Regions from separate parts of the Oncorhynchus kisutch genome. Here region 2 is linked to region 1. The links are chromatin contacts, called in public Hi-C maps. All regions are on one chromosome and are shown on one strand. Each heading gives the region's core, a stretch centred on a gene start, on an enhancer-like site or on the middle of the called end of the contact. The rest is flanking DNA. Distances are from core to core; before and after follow the strand shown.

Evidence for each region. Hi-C and Micro-C count contacts between places; a contact is called where the count stands out from the background.
Region 2: a contact with region 1 is called in a Hi-C map of muscle, with 20 times the contacts expected there. The contact joins the promoter of LOC109906541 here to the promoter of LOC116353974 in region 1. A contact is called at or near these places in 2 of 2 Hi-C or Micro-C datasets (liver and muscle).

The regions. Positions count from the first base shown.
Region 1 is chrLG16:25,995,209-26,000,188 of Okis_V2, reverse strand. LOC116353974 reads right to left here and starts at 3,401. Exons shown (of 2, transcript XM_031792124.1): 1 at 3,172-3,401; 2 at 1-2,906. The coding sequence starts at 338.
Region 2 is chrLG16:26,144,761-26,150,463 of Okis_V2, reverse strand. LOC109906541 (nuclear factor 1 B-type) reads left to right here and starts at 1,767. Exons shown (of 12, transcript XM_031792111.1): 1 at 1,767-2,016. The coding sequence starts at 1,999.

The DNA of each region.
Region 1 (4,980 bases), core at 2,152-4,651:
GGGAGAGAGTGATAAAGAGGTCCCATATGGCAGGCGCATGGATCTGGGCATAGGGAGAGAGTGATAAAGAGGTCCCATATGGCAGGCGCATGGATCTGGGCATAGGGAGAGAGTGATAAAGAGGTCCCATATGGCAGGCGCATGGATCTGGGCATAGGGAGAGAGTGATAAAGAGGTCCCATATGGCAGGCGCATGGATCTGGGCATAGGGAGAGAGTGATAAAGAGGCCCCATATGGCAGGCGCATGGATCTGGGCATAGGGAGAGAGTGATAAAGAGGTCCCATATGGCAGGCGCATGGATCTGGGCATAGGGAGAGAGTGATAAAGAGGTCCCATATGTGTGTCTCTTTCTCTTTGTTAGTTCCCAAGCAAACAGAAGCCCTCTTCAGCAGATTGAGTGAAATGAACGTTGTTTTAGATGTCCAGATATGTGGCCCTCATTTGCATAAGGAGCTCACATCACAAGCGGTAGAAATATGAAGTTAGACTCTCATATTGAGTAGTGTGCATTAAAGGGACTTCCTGAATGCCAAAATGAAAGTTCTCTGGCATAAAATCATCTTTTTTTTCCAAATAAGATTTACTTGTTCAAATACACCATTTTAATTTGAAAATGTATATCCAGGCTTTCATACAGTATATTTCAGCACATTACCTATATATTCTATTTTATTTGTCCTTTTTTTATTACACAATGTTAAGATTTACTTTTCAAATACACCATTTAAATGTGAATATTTACATACAGGCTTTCATATAGCACACTATCTATAAAGACACTATATAATCTGTACATTGCATCACAACATTTCAATGACAAACATTACCATTCCATGTCAAATAAATAAATGGTTAAAATGACAAAATATCAGAGTCTGAATATGAAGTTAACATGATAAACCCCCCCTTTAAACACAAACCGAAAAAAATAATTCTCTAAAGACAATCAAAATACACATATGTTAGTTCAATGCATTCTAGAATACAGGACATGTACGTATAGGCTACCAATATGCAGCATGATTCTTCATAGGGACTGAATAGGTGTATAACTACTGTATCTACTGTTTACTAGGTGTAAATGTTCAATTTAATTTGAGAGGCCCAGAGGCTCAAAGTTCTTGATTGACCAATGTTATTAGTTGGTAGTCAAATGTCCCAGTAAGACTTCACTTGTTGTTTCTCCAGTACTTTCATCAGATAAAGAGTTGATCAGATGCAAAGCAAAGTCTGATATTTTGTCCCAATCTTTTTTAATGTTGACCACCACATTTTGTTTCGTCTCATCTTCATATGTTACTTCAGAAATGGACTCTAGATCACTTATTGCGCCTTGAACCACATACGCCTTAGCTATTCTCTCTAGTTTATCCTCCATATGAATCTCCGCCTGTTCCAAAACATTCTTCTCAAACTGAGCCCTGTGAGAAGACTTTCGACAGCAGAACTCATTCCAAGGCAATACAGACAGGGTCAACAGCCCTACAATTCCGAGCACCACCAGTAAGCCAAATACCTCTGAATCATTTTTTAGGTCAGCTATGGTTGCTTTTTCTGTCAAATTGAGCTCACTGCTTTTCTTGCAGGTAAGTGCTCTAGAGCTGTAATTTAGGCAGCACGTGTACCAGAACCCATTGATGAGAACAGAGGCAACCCAGAGTAACCCTGTTGCAGCCGCCTTGAAGAGGAATTTGAACAGTGCCGCGCAGAAATGACCTCTGAGTTTACACTCACGCTCGCATTTGCATGTAAATCGAAGGATTCTTCTGAAATGTTTATCGACAAAGAGAATCATGAAAAAAATGATCAAAGTTGGTAACGCTAAGTAGGTACCACAATGCCAAGAGCTTCTATCAGGTGAACAGGAGCATTGCAGGTGAATCTGAAATTCAAAATAGTATACTACGAGAAAAATTATGACCACATAAACACCTGCCGATGCTGTCAGGTGTTTGAAGATCACTTTTTGTCCAGTTTTATAGCCCAGCATGTCCCACATGTTGACCGAACAGCCGGTTAGCAGATTTCTCAGGTTTTATATAGTGTCCACGTCTGTCAATCTGTCTCTGTCCAGATGTTTGGAGTTCTGTCTGTTTCGGATACACAGGCCTCTTCTAGTCTCAGGTTGGTGGATAATTCCCGAGGGTGATGCAGAGCCACAGATGCTACCAGTCCACTTGAGTAATACAGTTTTGTAGTATCAGTTAGAGGAGGTTCACAGCCCTAAAAATGTTCTTGGTTCTGACTATTGTTTTATAATAACCCACCCTATCCCATGACTCTACTGTGCTCGTGCTGGGAGGTGACAGACAGATTATTGGAATCTCCCACAATGTTAGTCACTTCCCTGTTGCCAGTGGCTCTGAGGAAGTTTGTAGGTGCGAATGGTTGTGTGTTTTGGAGGAACAACTGAAAAATTGTCCTGAAACTGAAAGCCCTAATATTTCAACAAAATGTCATGGGATCTTATACACATGATAAATTCTCACTTAGCCTATACAAATACAATTCGGCTTTATTCATGAAATATCAATCTCACAGGAAAACAGTGGTTTCTACAGCGTAAACAACACCCAGCGTAAACAACACCCAAAGAGACCAGGGGATGTTGTGTGCTTTTAGGCCTATGACTGGCAAAGTTCAATCAGTTGATGCCATACGACAACCCCACCACCATGCAGCCTCCCTCCCTCCACTAGCCTGTCTAGACAAAGTGTCCATTGTCCCTTTGCCCCACAACCACCAACACTCCTAAAAGAATTTCAACATGCCGCCTCACCAACTGTAACCTTACAGCAAAACAGTAGCGTGCGTGTGTAACAGATGTATATGTACTCTCCATGCGTTGTGTTTTCTCAAAATAAATCACTTCGGCCAGTGGTCCCAGTTGAGCATCATTTATTTCTGTTGTTAAATGGGAAACAGCATGTTAGTTGTGCAGGGCTTAATGGTATTGATGGCTGTAGATGGCAAAATCTGTAGCATGAAGACAACTGTGTTAGCAGTGGCTTATGTGACCATTACATCAGTGTATGCTAGCTAACACACTTATTTACAGCAATCATATGCCAAAGAACATCCCAGAAATCCCCTCAATCCCTAACAGGTACCATATACCCACACATGTATAAATCAGTAACGTACAGCAAACTTGTACACATTGACCTACCCCTTGCATCACATTTTCGTACTAGGAAGACCTGACATTCGCGATATCCTCCATCTGCAAGCGGGGCCAATCGCAACACACCTTATTGTCATCAGAGTTGAACTAACCAATAAGAATGCTTGAACATTAAATACACATTTCTTTTAGAGGCAAGTGGAAACATAACCAACCCTGTTACATGTGGGTAAAATGACAGAGGGAAATAATCCATATTATAACCTATGTTGTGATAATTACGTTGTTTTCTCTATATCCCATTAGTTCTTACGCCACAGTGAAATACAATAAGGCCGTGAGAACAAAAAGACAACAGTCACACAGTGGAATAAATTAAAGTACACATATGTTTGTTTCATCACAAAACCAGAGACCAACATCTGCCCAGTGAAAACCACAAAGCAAATATTGCATTAACAAACCGGCAGCATGGTCAAGCAAGATAATGTTTTTGACAGTTTACTAAACAGCTGCTGATTTAATATCACGGAGTTACTGCAAGTCAGCACAAAGACAACAGGAACACTGCTTCCACTATTCCAGCACCATTTACACTGAAACATTTAAACATCATCAAATCAACAAGGCTGTATGCTTCATGAAGTACACTGAAAACTAACTTAAAGATACCAAAAACGATTTAGTCCAATCATTGTTGCTAAATATCATGTTTCTGTCCATAGTACTGATTTGTGTGTGTGTGTGTGTGTGTGTGTGTGTGTGTATGTGTGTGCAAGTAAAACCAGACTGTTGATTCACCCTACTTGTAGACTAGTTGAAAGCCAATGCCATCCTCCTCTCTTCATGTTGGTAAAATGGTCCATGGCTCTGTTATACAAAGTATCACATTTATTTTTTTGTTGTCATAGGCTATCTAGCTAAAATGTTTGCTAGACTAACTTCCTGGCATGGGCAACAATGAACCAGCTAGTTAACGTTAGCTAGTTAACGTGAGCCTACTAGGTGACATCTAGGCTACATATTGAACTTAAATCGTCTGAGGCCAGTGGCACATTCTTTTATGGTTAGATCAGAATCGGCATCATAATCATTGGCCATAATCATTGGCCTGTACAGCGAATTAAGTCAAAACCACAAATCCAAATCCTCATCTTCATCCATGGCTTAGGAAAGGGACGATTTAGCAAGCTAGCTGCTGCAGGACCGGCCAGAAACAGACACATATTTCTGAAAATGATGTTTTGCATGGGAAGTGATTTGATTGGTCTGAAGCCAAATCCAAACTGGCCTCCCTTGCGGGGTGTTTTGCTAATTATGTAAGAGCACTCAGTACTGGAAGAGAGCTCAGTACTGTAAGAGTACTCAGTACTGTAAGAGAGCTCAGTACTGTAAGAGTACTCAGTGCTGTAAGAGCACTCATTACTGTAAGAGAGCTCAGTACTGTAAGAGAGCTCAGTACTGTAAGAGAGCTCAGTACTGTAAGAGAGCTCAGTACTGTAAGAGAGCTCAGTACTGTAAGACTACTCAGTACTGAGTGTCTGCTAAAGGACACATGTAAAAATAAATTACATGTAAAGTGGATTTAATGGTGTTCTTAATGTTTTGTATACTCAGTGAACATCCTATATGGGTTAACCATGCAGAGCTAAGAGTCTCTCACATGTTCCTTTCCCTGGCCTGCACTTCTACAACCACTTTCACAACCACCACTGTTACCCCCCCCCCCCCCCCCCCCCCATCCCTCCATCACCACTACCATCACACTTCAGCCACCACCACAGAACGGAATAGTGCATCAGACAGAGAGTGATAGTAGCAGTAACCTCCCCCAACCCCCAAGTCATCTGATGT
Region 2 (5,703 bases), core at 518-3,017, 150 kb before region 1:
AAAATCTATCAGGCAGTCTTCGAAGTTTCGGTTGACCAACTTTTCCAACCTCTCTCCTTGGTGTCGATTTATACGCCACCTCCCTCCTTCGTAAAAAGGGAAGGACCGCTTTAAAAAAAAACTAAATTCCGAGCTTATGAGTTGAAATCAGATGAGGAGAAAGTTCTTAATTACCAGTAGCCAATTTATCGTAAAACGTGTTGGCCAGATAGGCATAAATTATGTGCACACATGCAATAACATATATCTCTTGTTTAGTTCATTTGACTGAGTTTTTGCAGAGTGCATTTCCCCCTTCCATGCACGTCATATCTAGGACAATATCAATAAGTCACTTTATAAAGCATCCTCATTTGCTCTTATAACGGGATTTCTGAACAATCAATGTTATTTGGCAAATGGAATATTGTTGCATTGATTGGAGGTCTGTGTCAAACACTTAAAATGATATAGCCTATACATGTTCCCCCCCCCCCCCCCCCGGAGTTAAACAAATGATAAAGAATCAATAACTCACTTTCAAATCAGCTGTATTATATTAGACTGTTAGGTTCAGTGACCTCTCTCGGCCATATTCACAATCTGCAGTTCTGTTGGACATTTGCATCCTCTGGAGCATTATTCACTTATCATTCATCAAACATGTTTAATTATAAAATATGTAACTACAATGGTAATGCATAGAACAAAATACAACATATTTGGACTATAAAACCCTGTCACTGTCCATTGTCAATTGGAGCCACCCAAGCCCGAACCTCCCTACTGTATTGGTTCAGAGAAATGTGATGCATTTGCCTCCTCATATAGAATATCAACGATTTCCATATTAATGAGGAAATAATTCACAGCGAGTAGTTCATTAAACCTAATTAGTTCAAATCAATAAAGGACAGTAGTCTTTACTGTTGGTAACCTATAGTACAATTTCATACTTAAAAAAATATATATAGTCTGTAAAAAACAAACAAATTGTATACAGTTTTTGCCTATAATAATCATGATAATATGCTAATAATAATATTACTAGCAATTTTACAAGGATTAGTAGTAGTAGTATAGTAGTAGCCCAGTATAGCCTGTAATATAGGCCTGATGATAATAATAGTGTATTATGATTATATGCCTAAGTGACATAATGACTTTCTTTGGTTTATCTTGTAACCACAGATCATTTAAGGGGATAATCTGTAGTTGATACATCCATTTCTGTAGGCTACATATAATGCAATAATGTGTACCCATTGATTCTTGACGAATATAACTTATAAATGCCTCGTGAGCTTAGTTTAACCCCATCAAAACCCAACACGTAAGCTTGTTTTATGCAATGTTTGTAAACAAAACAAACACTATATAGCCTCAACATGGTTCAGACTGTTTATGTGTTTTGTATCCATAACTGTGTTTATGAATTTGAGAGTGGTTACATGTATCCAGCCCCATCCCTCAGCTTTATATTATCAACTTCTGATTGCCACTTTACATTAACTCGTATCTATAAACCCTGAATAACCACAATGTATGCCAGTCCAGCAGTTTGCAGCCTATCATGTATTGACATGCAAGTAAAAGCCAAAAACACTGAGTAGCGAACGGAAGTGAAGGGCCCTACTGATGCCGCCGCCGCCCTGACCAATGAGAGGCGAGAATCCAAGTTCTAGGTGCGGAGCTCTCTTGGCTGCGCAGAGCTGCACGGGAGGCGGGCGGCAGTCAGACATGGAAAGTGAAGCCGTAGACCTGCCCAGTTACGAAAACTCAGCCTCTTCTGGATTGCGTTCAACAACTGAACAAACCAAAACCAATCCAAAAGTAAGAGTTGAAGAGGAAGGAATAAAAAAGCTGAGCTGCTGGCTGACTTGATTTTACGCGCCTTTCTGCCAATAATTATTTTCCGGTGTTGATTTTTTTGCAAGCACTAGCCTACAAAGTTGAACGTGAAAAATGTGAAGGCAACCGCCTTGTTTCACCCAGGTTCCAGGATCCCCCTTTAAATCCATGCAATACAGTTCAATGGTACGTGAACGTGGATTATTATTGCTATGTGTCATTTTCAAATGTTACAACATTGTATTTTTCCCATTAATGACTTGCTCTTCACCACAACCCGGTCTGGTTGAGCGGGTATAGAATTATGACAAGTGGACAAGACTATTATCAGATATACGATTATTTATGTTTTTTTTTCTTCTTTCGGTTGGCACACATCCTGCGTTAAACTCCACGGCCCCTCTGTTGTCAATGAACTACATTTGGAATGTGTGGAACAATTCCATAGGAGGTTACACATGCAACGCTTTTGGCACAATATAGTTTTCTGCAACCACATTTTGAGATAAAGAAGGTCACAACTATAGGGATAATTGTTCCCCTTTAGGCCACACCATATTTACACCACTGATACAGTCCAATAATGAGCGGTAACTTCCATGAAAAGGAAAATGTCAACATGAATTTATGAACACCATGTTCCTCTGCGCGCCTTGCATTGAAAAACAGGCATCCAGCCTACAGTAGTCCAGCCTACTTTTATGCCTCATGGCTTTTTTTGTCTCTCAGTCCGGATTAAAATAAACCATTGTTTACTATTTGATTGACACGAAATTATAGTTTAGGCGAACTGAGGCATTACTGTGGAGTTGACGCGAACCGTCAGTGCCGCTGTTCTTGTGAAATATAGGGTTGAACTCGTTGACAGGCCGCTGCTGTCCTCTGTTCCAGTAGTTCCTAAATGGTGGGTCTGGATCACTAGTCCAGACCTCATAGGTCGCAGCTATGTGTTGTCATGGTGAAAAACATTGTAGTCTCGTTTATGTGGTGGGTCATGCGTAAACTGAAATGACCTCAGGTGGGTCAAAGTTTTGGAAGCAGTCAACTGTTTAACCAACTCACATCAGAACCAGAACCATAACATACCGCACATTGAACAATGTCCTATACTGGTATAGTTTAGAAAAGTGCATATACTATATATTTGCCTTACATAGTTGACTTGGAATGTGTAGCTATGTGTATTTTAACATCGAAACTATAATGATCCACTGTTGCTGAACCATTTTCATTAAATGTGTGCCATCCAGGCAAATTTGCACTTTGATTTCACTTTCAAATTGTGTTGTGAATAGAGGGAGACATCGTATATATTGTGGAGTGTGAAATGCATTTTGGAAGTGTATTATAAGCCACGTCGGGCATTTCTATTAGATGTTCTGTTACATTATGCCTAGCCTATACTGTATAGGGAAATTATCGACGCTATTAGGCTTGTTTGTAAAACAGAGAGTTCGAATAAGGCCTCTAGTCCATATCGTATCTGTAAGGGAATTTTCCATTCCAATTCCTTTTCGAACCGGCACGCTGGTCCAAAGTCTTCTGTTGAAAAAAATCATAACTCAGAGAGCGAAGGGGGGGAGAGTTTAATGCTGTGTTTTCTGAGGGAGACGGGAAGGTGGGCTGGTGGCAATGGAATGCGTTTGTTGGAAGGGGAGGAGTATGACTATGTAATTAAGTGAGAAGAAAAATCTTGGCGACTGATTTGTTAGTATCGCTCAGACGGAGGGTGTACCGGTCGATATTCTAGGCTATCAAGTTTGAAGAGTGTGGGTTTCCAAAATTCAGCGCTTTCTATACTTTTCAAAATGCTTTTATGAATTGACTTCTCACGTTATAAAGCGAACGGTTCCAGAGTAGCGAGATTTATTTTCATTTGCGCCGGCTCGGATTGAAAGAGCCATATAGGCATTCAACGTGCTTATTTGTAAAAGCATAAGCCTATCTGCCATATCGTCTCCATTTGAACTGAGACATGGGATTGTTTGGACTTTCACAATCTCACTGATGTTCTTGGATAAGACCTTTACACGGATAACTTCTCCACAATTTTGCATGGTGCTTTACCGGCAAGGAAGAATGGCGCGATAAAGTGATTTTCAGAGAAATCAATCGAAGTACCTATTTTGTGTACACTGTTGGCTGATGATGTACTCTCCAATTTGTCTTACTCAGGTATAGCCTAAGCAATGTTTTAAATTGATTTCTTGTTATTATCGATTATGTGCCATGCTTATTATTGCGGCGTGATTTATTTAGTAACTTTTTTATTATTATTATAAAATATGATAAAACTTTAGCTTATATAATACATATCTTTTGTAGCAGTATGAAACGTATCTAAACCCATTTGGTTTTGTGTATATTTTGGTATTGATATGGTTTTCACCTGGTCTAATAATGTGTGTTGATTTAAAGCGCTTGAAATACTGTATATTGTATTATAGGATGACAAGTTCATTTTTGAGTAAGAAATAACGTGTTTTACCAGTGATAGAGAAAATAAGCCAAAGTGTCTGTGCAGTACCGCCATGTGTATTCTAAATAAGATAGCTCCAGCGTGTGCGTAAAAGTCCTCTTTTAAAATGCCGTGATCAAATGATATAGGTTATGAGATGATATTATAGAACATCTCAACGTCATTCCTTTTAACCTGTGTTTGATGTGTAAACTAAAACATATAAACGGACTACTATTATTATTATAATATATTTTTTAGATGACCCCAAATCGGTTTTGGCCTGGTAATATTGGACAATACTTTTTTTCACAGTGCGTTTCAGGAGAAAGTTTCACTCTGTTCGAGTTGCATGGGAGCCACTTGCAGTGAATGAAGATGAAAACAATGATAAGTGGTTGGGCAGAGTATCAGGGCTTTTGGCTGACTCAATTTGACTGTTTATATTTTACTTGGCTAAAGTAAGTGATTGGCTGAGATGTGGTTTAGTTTGTGCTTAAAGAGGATTGTGCTTTTATGACCTCAACTATAGTGCACTGCACACAGGCCCTTGCCAACTCATTTGTCTTAAACCTTTATCTTTTTAGTAATTTAGCAGACACTCCTATTCAAACAGCACCACATGCAATCCCAAGGCTTACCTAGAAATGTAGCATAGCCAAACCTTAATTTGTAGTGCAAACTAGGCTTACTTTTTTATAGTAGAGAATAAGTTAGTAGTTTATGAGCTGGAATTGGTTGCTGTATAACTGCAATTCATTATAATGTAGCAAATAGGAAATGTAATGTCATTATGGTTATTTGTAAGTAAAGCTAATTTATATCCTATGTACCTTACTGTAGCCGTATCAACTTTTATGGTGAGGTTATGGCGATATCATAAAAAAACTAAGTTCACTATTATTACTACTGATGTCTTGCTTAAAATGTCCTATCACTTTCACAGGTATTGACTGTTACTTTTTTTCTAAAGCCTCATAAAACATTGTTTTTATCTCAAAGAAACTCCCTTTCTAAAGAATAACAGCACCAGTTCATACTTTCCAAATTGGATGAGTTGTTATTGATGATAGATTTTGCCTTCAGTGTGTTTGTTCAGCGCCCAAAGTCAAGTTTTGTTGGCACATTACAGGGCGGATCAACAATGTGGCTTTCTCTGAACAACACCAGTGGGTAGTTTAAGAGCATAGAGATAACTGGGATTGAATCTCTGTGGTTTTCCCAGAGCCCGTGTGCTTGCTTACACAAAGAACAATATGTAATTTAACTCTTCCGAGGCTGTTTTCAGAACAACTGTCTTACAGTTGTTGATTTTGACATAGTAATGACTTAAAAATTCTAATGTTCATGTTTTTCCTGTCTATTCAACACTAACAGCTACTAGAATATGAGATTATTTATGTTCAATTTGTAAT